Linked DNA regions of Zea mays: region 1 is linked to region 2. The links are chromatin contacts, called in public Hi-C maps. All regions are on one chromosome and are shown on one strand. Each heading gives the region's core, a stretch centred on a gene start, on an enhancer-like site or on the middle of the called end of the contact. The rest is flanking DNA. Distances are from core to core; before and after follow the strand shown.

Region 1 (4,248 bases), core at 1,450-3,949, 45 kb before region 2:
GACCACGGGTGGGGGGGGCAGGTGCCGCTCAACAGAGGTCGCCATTGTCGGCACGAGCTACGAGAACGGTTTTTAATTGTGATGTCCAGAGCTCGAGGTTAATCGGAAGCTCGAGGAATATAATCATGCATGCCCTCAGAAAGAAAACACAGAATAAAAAAGGAAACACAATAAATTAGGCAAGGGAAACAGTCAGTCACGATTTTCTGATACAATCAGGCGATATATTAATAGATATTACATGACATTATATATGAAGCAAGTATTAACACAACATTATATCAATAGATCGGGAAAGTATATTACACGGCAATTATAAGGGAAACACAATAAATCAGGCAAGTATATTACACGACATTGCATAGAATACAATCAGGAGCAAATTCAGATACTATGTTGATCCAAACTGCTGTATTCGGTAGATTATGTTTGCAAATCTACGATTCTAGGGACAACTCACGTAAACAAAACTTAAGATTTCAAAAAAGAAGCCAGGTTAGGTAAGACTACCGCAAGACTGTTACTGCAAGCAAGCTGGCATAAAGCTGCATTCGAGATCACATTTTTATTCATCTTGGTCAGAGCGCCTTCATGCTGATTTTTGTATTTGCCAAAAAAGTGTTGGGCTGTAATATAGTTGAAAAAAGAATCCCCAAGTGTCTCTAATGATTCCTGCGAAAAGTCCTCTCGGCAATTCTTTGCTGTAAGTGCTTCCAGAATCTGCAAGTCAATGAACATGGGTTAAAAATAAGAACTATGTTCGTGTAATGCCACATCAATCCGAAAGTGACTATTGCATTAGGTATGAACATATGGGAATGATCAAACTACTTCCAACGAAAAGAACAATCGACAAATGCATGTGTAATGTATTGACTGTTTGATGGAATGCAAAATTTCTACAGAACTCTAGATTTCACCAGAAATAATTACATTTTGACAGCGGGGAGTTCTACACACTTTCCTGCTTAGACTTGTCAGATCTCTATCACAACAGCTACAAAACGATCAGAAGCCTAAGCATGTAAGGAGAGAACATGAGTGATGATCATGTACATCATGATGGGCGAACAAATCAGGAGCAACTACACCACTGCTGGGAAGTAGCGACGAACATTAATTACATTACAAAATAGTATAGTAATAACTAAAAACAACCCTACGTATTTACCAGTCTCCATATCCTACATTCTTACCTTAATTACTCTGGACCAGCATGCGCCAGTTTACTGGCTTAACACTGGCGGTACTCCATCACTAATTTTTAGTCCCTTTATTTTATTTCATTTTAGTTACTAAATTTCTAAATAGTTAAACTAAAATAGAGTTTTATTTTCCATATTTAATATTTTAGGGACTAAAATATAATAAAATTGATGGACAAAAAAATTAGTCCCTATAAACCAAACACCCCCTTAAATAATTTACATAGTTTTAGCTCTCTCAGATACTGCTGAGCCCCTCCTCTCTAGATGTTTCAGGGCCCCTTTGGCAGGGCTCTGGCTTCTCCAAAAACGACTTTGGCTCTGGCTCACGAGGTGAAGCCACTTCTTTAGATGAGCCAAAGCCATTCTGAAAAATTATTTGGCAAAACGGCTTATAGGTTGTTTTTCAGAAAGACCCTTGTATAGTTTATCTCTCCTGTACGTGGCTAGGGATTGAGGGCAGGACCAAAAAAAATAATTTGGACTGGTGGGAGGGCTATTGTGCAAAAATGACGTGAGCTGAAGCCGGGTGAGCCACTTTTTTAGCTCATGCCCTCTAGCTCATTTTGGAAAAGCACTTCACTGGTGAAGCCATTTGAAAAAGAGGTGTTTGGCATAACTTTTGCATGAGTCAGAACCGAAGCTGAAAAATAAGTCCTACCAAAGGGGCCCTCAATATCACCTTCGCTTGCATCGGCCCTGCACATGAGGGAGCCAAAACCAAAAAAAATGACCATGGCAGAAGCCTGCCGCCCCTGCTCTCCTAGCTCCCGATATGCCCAAAGTTGACACCACTCTGTCGTCTAATGTGCTCTGTCTAATGGGATATAAAGCCCTGCATGCTCTGCAAGATGTTTCCATGCATATAGATGAATTTCACAAACTATTAGCAATGCTCACAAGGAAGGATTTTTCCAACGGTTATTTGCATATATAATTTACCTGTTTTTTCTATTATTAAAAAGGAAAAAGAATAGCCAAAGTGCCATCCAGGCAGGTGTGATTGTGCGCCTGCTTTATGCATTCAACACAGTTAGTTAGTGTGCATATAACTTTCTGCTGGGGTATTTGCAAATAACATGTAAACATATAGGTTACATAAAAATACCAGCAAACAACATATTTAACCTTGTTTTTTTTGCTGACCAAATTATATAGCCTTATTTTCACAGGAAGAAACATGGGTAATAAACTACACTTTGGAACCACATGCAAGACTGTACCAACAAGAACTTAAAGTGAATATATTTGTGGTCACTAATCTTATAAGATAGGCGTGATTGCTTAGAATATTAACACTGACATGAACATCAACCCAAACACCGTGCAAGCATGTGGAGGGTGTAGAACGAGATAGTAAGAAGGAAGACACCATTTTCCACAGAGAGACAAAGCACGGGGACGACAGTTACAGACGGATCCACAATGTCAGGGGAGAGGGAAATTGGAGAGTTGGAAGCAGTGGGACCGCTGTACCTCGGGTGCCATCGCGGAAGGCCTTGGAGACATGCTTGGGTGTCCAGCATAGGCCCTCATGGCGGTCGTCCTCGTCAAGCCCCAACACCAGCCGCCCGATGGCCAGTGGCGTCCTGTCGCAGCTGTACCACCAGGGCGTGGAGGTCGACGCGCTGGTGCGGGTCGAGGTGCGTGCGTTGCGTCACAGTAAATCCTTTGTTCGTCGACGTACACGGTGTCTCTGATCCTTTTTTTCCCACACTGTACGCTGCAGACGGACAGGATGCGCGCGACGCTCCAGGAGGCTCGGCGGCGGCACGCGCGGGGTGTGGTCGCGGCCGTGGGCCGCGCGGCGGAGGCTCGGCTCCGCGCCGCGGAGGCAGAGCTGGAGCGCGCCCGCCGCCGCGGCGCGGATCTGGAGGAGCGGCTCCGGCAGCTGGCCGGGGAGGGCCAGGCGTGGCTGGGCGTTGCCAGGAGCCACGAGGCCGTCGCCGCTGGCCTCCGCGCCACGCTCGACAAGGTGCTCCAGCAGCCCGCCGGCGGAGGAGAATGCGGCGTGGCGGAGGACGCGCAGTCCTGCTGCTTCGTGGCATCCCCGTCGGGGCTCGTCGCCGGCGACTCTCTCCTGTACGCACTCTCTCTCTCTCCTCCCCAAGCTGCTGAACGGCATTCGCAGACGACGCCGAGGTTGTTACGAGGATGAGGGGTTGTGGATCCCCGGCATCACGGACGCGCGCAGCGTGGGGGGAGCAGGGGCGGGGAGGGGGCTAGGGGATGGGGGGTTGCAGATCCCCGGCATCACGGACGCGCGCAGCGTGGGGGAGCAGGGGCGGGGGCTGGACGGCAGCTATTGCGCAGGGGTTTGCGGCGTGCTGCCGTGCGGTGCGGGAGGCCGTTGCGGGACGGGAGCGGGGGCAGTCTACAAATGGCTCTTAATAGTTGTAGAGATTTCCTTCCTTCAAGTTAATTGGAACAACGCAAGTAAGGCTAGAAAAAAAAGTTTGAGACTCAAGCGAGCCGCGGGAGCTTTTATGCTCGTTGCCGTAGCGACCCGAATGCCAAATTACTTAAGTGTAGAATAATGATAGATATTGAATAATTTTATAGATAGTCAGTTTGTTACTTAACGTTTCATGATATATATGTGATAATTCATAATTTAGATTACTCGTAATGATGAACGATATCTATATATTTCATATTTATATACTAATAATTTATTATATAATGTAATTATATATATGAGGGTGTGGATGACGAGTCACCTTCAACCCGAGCTATCTCTAGCTCGTGAAATGGACGAGTCGAGCTCGATTCGTTTTCAGCCCTAACCCGAGGCCTTATGTTCGTCTTCCATCACCTAGCAGCAGAGCAGGTAGGAGTTCTTTGCTCTTTCTTTGGGAGAAGAAAGAGCAGATGAGGGCCTTGCAAAAGCAAAAAAAAACGCATGCGGCGTGGCTGATGCCCGCCTTGCTGAGATGCTGAAAGTAGTGAATGGACAAGTCAGGCTCCGATCCTGAATGTGTCCAGCAGCCACATGACCACGTGGACGGTGCTCAGAAACACAAAAGCTGGGCGCCGGTTTTTT
Region 2 (4,447 bases), core at 1,512-4,011:
ATCCATACAGCTATGGATTATAGTTTATGTACCAAAGTGGAAGACCACATGATGGGGTATAAGTTTGGTTAAGGTTCATACCCCTGAAACTATTTGGAACTGGTAGAAACAGTGGTCCAAAAACATAGTGTTTACTTTTGGATTTTCAGACTTGGTGAAAAACCAAAGTCTGAATTTGTGTGTTTAATGCCAACTTTGGGCTTTGATGGTTTGGAATTCATATGGTTCTAGCTAAGGGTCATTGTACCAAACTTGTGTAGCAACATGTGGAGCACCAATTTGATTAAGCAACTTGGCCTCAGAAGCATTTGGAACTTGGAGAAAAGGGTGAGGTTGTGTCGTTTCGAAGAGAGCAAGAGAAGTTCAAAGACCTTGTTTAAAATCTAGTACAAACAAGCAACTTTTAAACCAATGGAAATTTGGACATGAGCTCTATACACCATATATCAAAGTTGTGGAGCTTGGAAAAGTGAACAATTTTCATATTTGGGGCTCTCTAAGTAATGTGGGAGAATTTGAAGTAATTTGCAAAAGTTCATATTTGGGGTCAGTTGGAATCAGCACAAAACAGTTTTGTTTATCTGTTTTTGGATCCCTGTAACTTTTAATCCATGAGTATTTTGGAAACAGTTGCTATAACAAACCTGTAGAGTAACTATAGGAGATCAATGTTTATGAAATGTAGCAGCCCTAAAACCATATGCAACTAGGAGAAAAAGGTGTTCAAAGTGGGACTGTGAGACTTCTGGATTTTCAGACTTTGAATAGTTGCCTAAGTCTGAAATAAGTGTTTTTAGTGCCATTTTGGGGCTGTGTGTTGCCTGATCTAGGCAGTTTTGGACCATGGTTTCTATGGGAGAGTTGAAGAGAATATGTCAGTGAACAAATTTTGATGTGTGAGTTATGCTTGATCTGACCCAAAACATGGAGTAAAAGTTACTCAAAAGTAGGCTGTCAGTTTACATGGACTGAACTTTTGTTCAGTTAACAGACAACTGAATTTCAGCGATTGGTGCCCTGTTTAGAGCACTTGTGTGGCCATTCCATTAGGTTTTAAACTATAAATTATATAGAAACGTTGGAGATCATAAGTTAGTGAACAAGTTTCCTTAAATAAGTTTGATTTGGTGCTGCACCAAATTTGGAGTAAATTGTGCCCAAACTCTCTCTGTCTGGTGTTGATTTCAGTTTTTGTTTCAGCTAGCTGAATCTGAATTCTTATATTTTCACCCCATTTTGGAGCACCATAACTTTTGATCCATGAATCTTTGACCTAAGGCTGCTGCAGCAAACATTTAAATCTATGTGTTGGGAACAATCTTTGTTAACTAAGATTGGCATGTATTTCTTGCATTAGTGAGGATCAAAGCGGTTAAAGGTAGGGGTTCAGTTGATTAGTGCTGAATTCAGTTTTAAGTAACTGAAAACTGGGTTCAGTTTTTGGGAGCAAAAAAAAAGCTTTCCACGCTGCAGCTTTGTTTCCCTTGTCTATGATTTGAAGCTGTGATTTAAAATGCAAAAGGCTAGTAGTTGAAAGGGGATTTCAAGTCAATCCATTAGCTGGGCGTGTTGTGGTGTGAATTTGTTTTAGTTGGACAGGAGGGAGGGGAAGCGGCGTGCTCAAACTGCACATCGGCATGAGCTTGCTTGCTTGTCCTGTGTGCTCAGCATAGAGGATAGATATGAGGCTTCAAATATCTGAGTATTGAGAGGAAACTTTGGGGCTCTGAAACTTTTGACATGTGTGTTTTAGCAAGACGGTAGACTTTGCTTTGTGAGAATATTTGGTTAGCCTTGGTCGATTTGTTGCTGTTGGAAATAGAGAGATAAAGGGGTAAACAGAAGGGGTTCAGGTGGACACTGGAGTGTTGGACTCAAATGAATTCAGTGTTGGTTTCTAACTCTGAAAAGATCTTTGTATCCCTGCTGTGCTCCACTGGTTTGTCAAGACTGAGTTATGGATGAGTATTACAGAGAGTGGCTGTGGAGCTTCTAGTGTCTGATGGGTTTCACTAATGAAAATATCTGCACATGGGTGGAATTCAGAGTTATCCGATAAAATCCTTACCCATTGCCGGACCTGGTTCACTGCCCCGCTGTCCCTTTGAACCAGCGTGGTGATGGGTGAGTAAAGCCACGTAGCCAAGCTCATGCAACCATTGACACCTCAGGGCCCTTGTCTTGCGTGGTCTGATCATGCTCGACCGGCGTCTGTTTGCCTGCTCCATATTGCCACAATCTTGGTTCAGTAAAGCCCTACCTCTATCCCCGGGTCTAACCCAGCTCACCGTGTGTTGTTGTGTTTCATGTTCCCACGTCTACGTTAATCCTCCCATGTCACCCCAGTTGTTTGCCCAGGTCTATCGCGCGCCGTCTTCCTGTAGCCTGTGACCACACCGTCCAGTTTCCCCACCCTGCCGTGGCCAGGGCTTTCCGGGGGGTTGTTTGTTTGTTGTGTGCATGTTCCATCATCCCCTTGGGTCAGTGAAACTCTCCGAGCTTCCCTTTCCATCTCTGCCGCAATAATTCCTCGGGAACATCGTGGCGTCGTCGGTGATTACCGCTTGGGGCAACCTCGTCGTGGCCGGCCTTGTTGGGAACTGGTTGCGTGCACGCTACGGATCAATCCACTTCGGGGTGAGCCACTGGTGCTTTCCCTCTTCTTGTTTCGAGCTCTATCATGCTGTTGGACAGTGTGTTGCTGCCGGAGTTTGACGCCACCGCCGGTGCGTGCGAAGGAGGACGCGGGCGCGTGCGTGGTAGAGCTTTGGGCTTCCTGGCGCTAGTTTTCTCTGGTGCTGGGCCAATTGGGCCAGTTCCGGCCCAAGCTTTGTGTATTGTTTTTCTTTGTTATATGCCTGATGCCTTGTTTATTATGCCAGAAATCGAAGAAAATTGCAAAAATGATAGGACAAATTTTGTTAGGTGTATAAAATCAAACACTCTCTGGTAGAAACATTCTTGGAATTTTTGTAGAAAATATATATTTTTAGAGGAATAAAAGGTGCCGTAAAATGCTTATCTGAAATTTTAGTAACAATAATACAGCACTAAAAAGTTATGAGAAAAATTATGTAAGCTTATGTTGAGCATATGAACCTTTGGTAAAAATTTGGAGCTGTTAGGACAAGATTTGCTTAGCAAATTAATTATTGCTCAATAAAGGAAAAGAGTTTTACCCCTGGGTAATTAAGGCACCTGATGTCTTAGTAAAGAATGAAATTGTTTAGCAAGTTTTGGATGGTTAGATGAGTTCTAAGGATAAGTAGCTACCTGGTAGTTATGGCTTGTGATGATAGCTTGCATGTTAAGTCTAGGAGTAATATGTGTTGTCTCCTTTGCAAGTTGCATATTTCTAGTTTAAGCAAGCATTCATATTCATATCATTTCATGTAGAACACCAAGAACGAGAATTGGTCCTTGTGAAGAAGGAACCTACTCCAGTGCTATTGATCCAGGGATGGGCCATCTAACTGATCATCGTGTTAGAAGTATCTAGAACCTCTTCTCTGCAACAAAGGCAAGCCTCGGTGCATTTGCCCCTTCCTTGTGTTTTAAATGTTTTATCACCTTAAATGATGCATTAGGTGATAGGAGTTGTGTGATGAACAATTGATGCATTACCATTCCTTGGAATTTGAATACTATACCTTGATCCCTGATTTATAAAAAGAACTGATAATGCTTAACCCTGCTTAGAAACTGAAAAATCCTTTGTTTTCAAAAACAATGGTGTGGAACATTGGTTATGGGCTTTTTGATTCAAAAACCAAAACAAACTAAGGTGATGAATCCTCTATGGCTGGAGTGGACTCGGCACTCGAAAAGAGTATCCCTGCCGGGTACCAAAAATGGGAAAAGGGTTTGAATAAATCTAGACCAGACGTTGAGCAGACAAGGTCGCCCGTCTGTGTCGGTTAAGGATCGTACCGTTGACTGGCCTGTTGTGGTTGAGACTTTGCAAATAGCAACATACCCTGGTATGGGATAGGGTAAGCTTGAACTCGGCTATTCCATACGTGAAGAGACAATCGCGCACTAGGAGTAGAGAGATGGTGGGAGTAGCATGTACCCTCCTGGCATAGTAGCACGCCTGGTAGGGTAATGTGCTCTCGGTTGGCGCGGACCTGTTCATGTAGTGGAGGACACCGTGAGAACGGTTGACATATGCAAGGGTTAAGTGGTACATATGCCGTGTGGTTAGAGATCCGTAGCTGGGTATAATCGGTTTGAATCGTCGTTGCTCCTTGGTTATGGAGACTCATCCCGGAGACCATCCTCGTAGTTAGCAAGTGAAATATGAGAATGAATAAAATGCAACTAGTATAGGCCAAGTGCTTGAACTAGACCAGGCAAATATAGATTCAGGTAATAACCTAACTAGTGAAATAAAACTTGGCTTAAGGATCAACTGGTAGCAAGCTTTTCTGCAAAAGGAGTCTTTGAT

Evidence for each region. A called contact is a pair of places that touch in the nucleus more often than the background predicts.
Region 1: a contact with region 2 is called in a Hi-C map of leaf, with 9 times the contacts expected there. The contact joins the promoter of LOC103648929 here to the enhancer-like site in region 2. A contact is called at or near these places in 8 of 25 Hi-C or Micro-C datasets (ear, endosperm, leaf and 2 more).

Annotation. Positions count from the first base shown.
Region 1 is chr2:135,404,973-135,409,220 of Zm-B73-REFERENCE-NAM-5.0, reverse strand. LOC103648929 (probable BOI-related E3 ubiquitin-protein ligase 2) reads left to right here and starts at 2,699. Exons shown (of 2, transcript XM_008673305.2): 1 at 2,699-2,848; 2 at 2,935-3,363. The coding sequence starts at 2,780. The coding sequence ends at 3,363.
Region 2 is chr2:135,359,810-135,364,256 of Zm-B73-REFERENCE-NAM-5.0, reverse strand. No RefSeq gene overlaps it. Among protein-coding and RNA genes, the nearest start is that of LOC103648929, 44 kb to the left of the region's middle. Within about 2 kb of position 2,761, at least 7 of the 20 cell types and tissues checked have an H3K27ac peak or open chromatin away from gene starts, as enhancers often do. A contact at or near this core is called in ear, leaf and seedling, where this site is marked.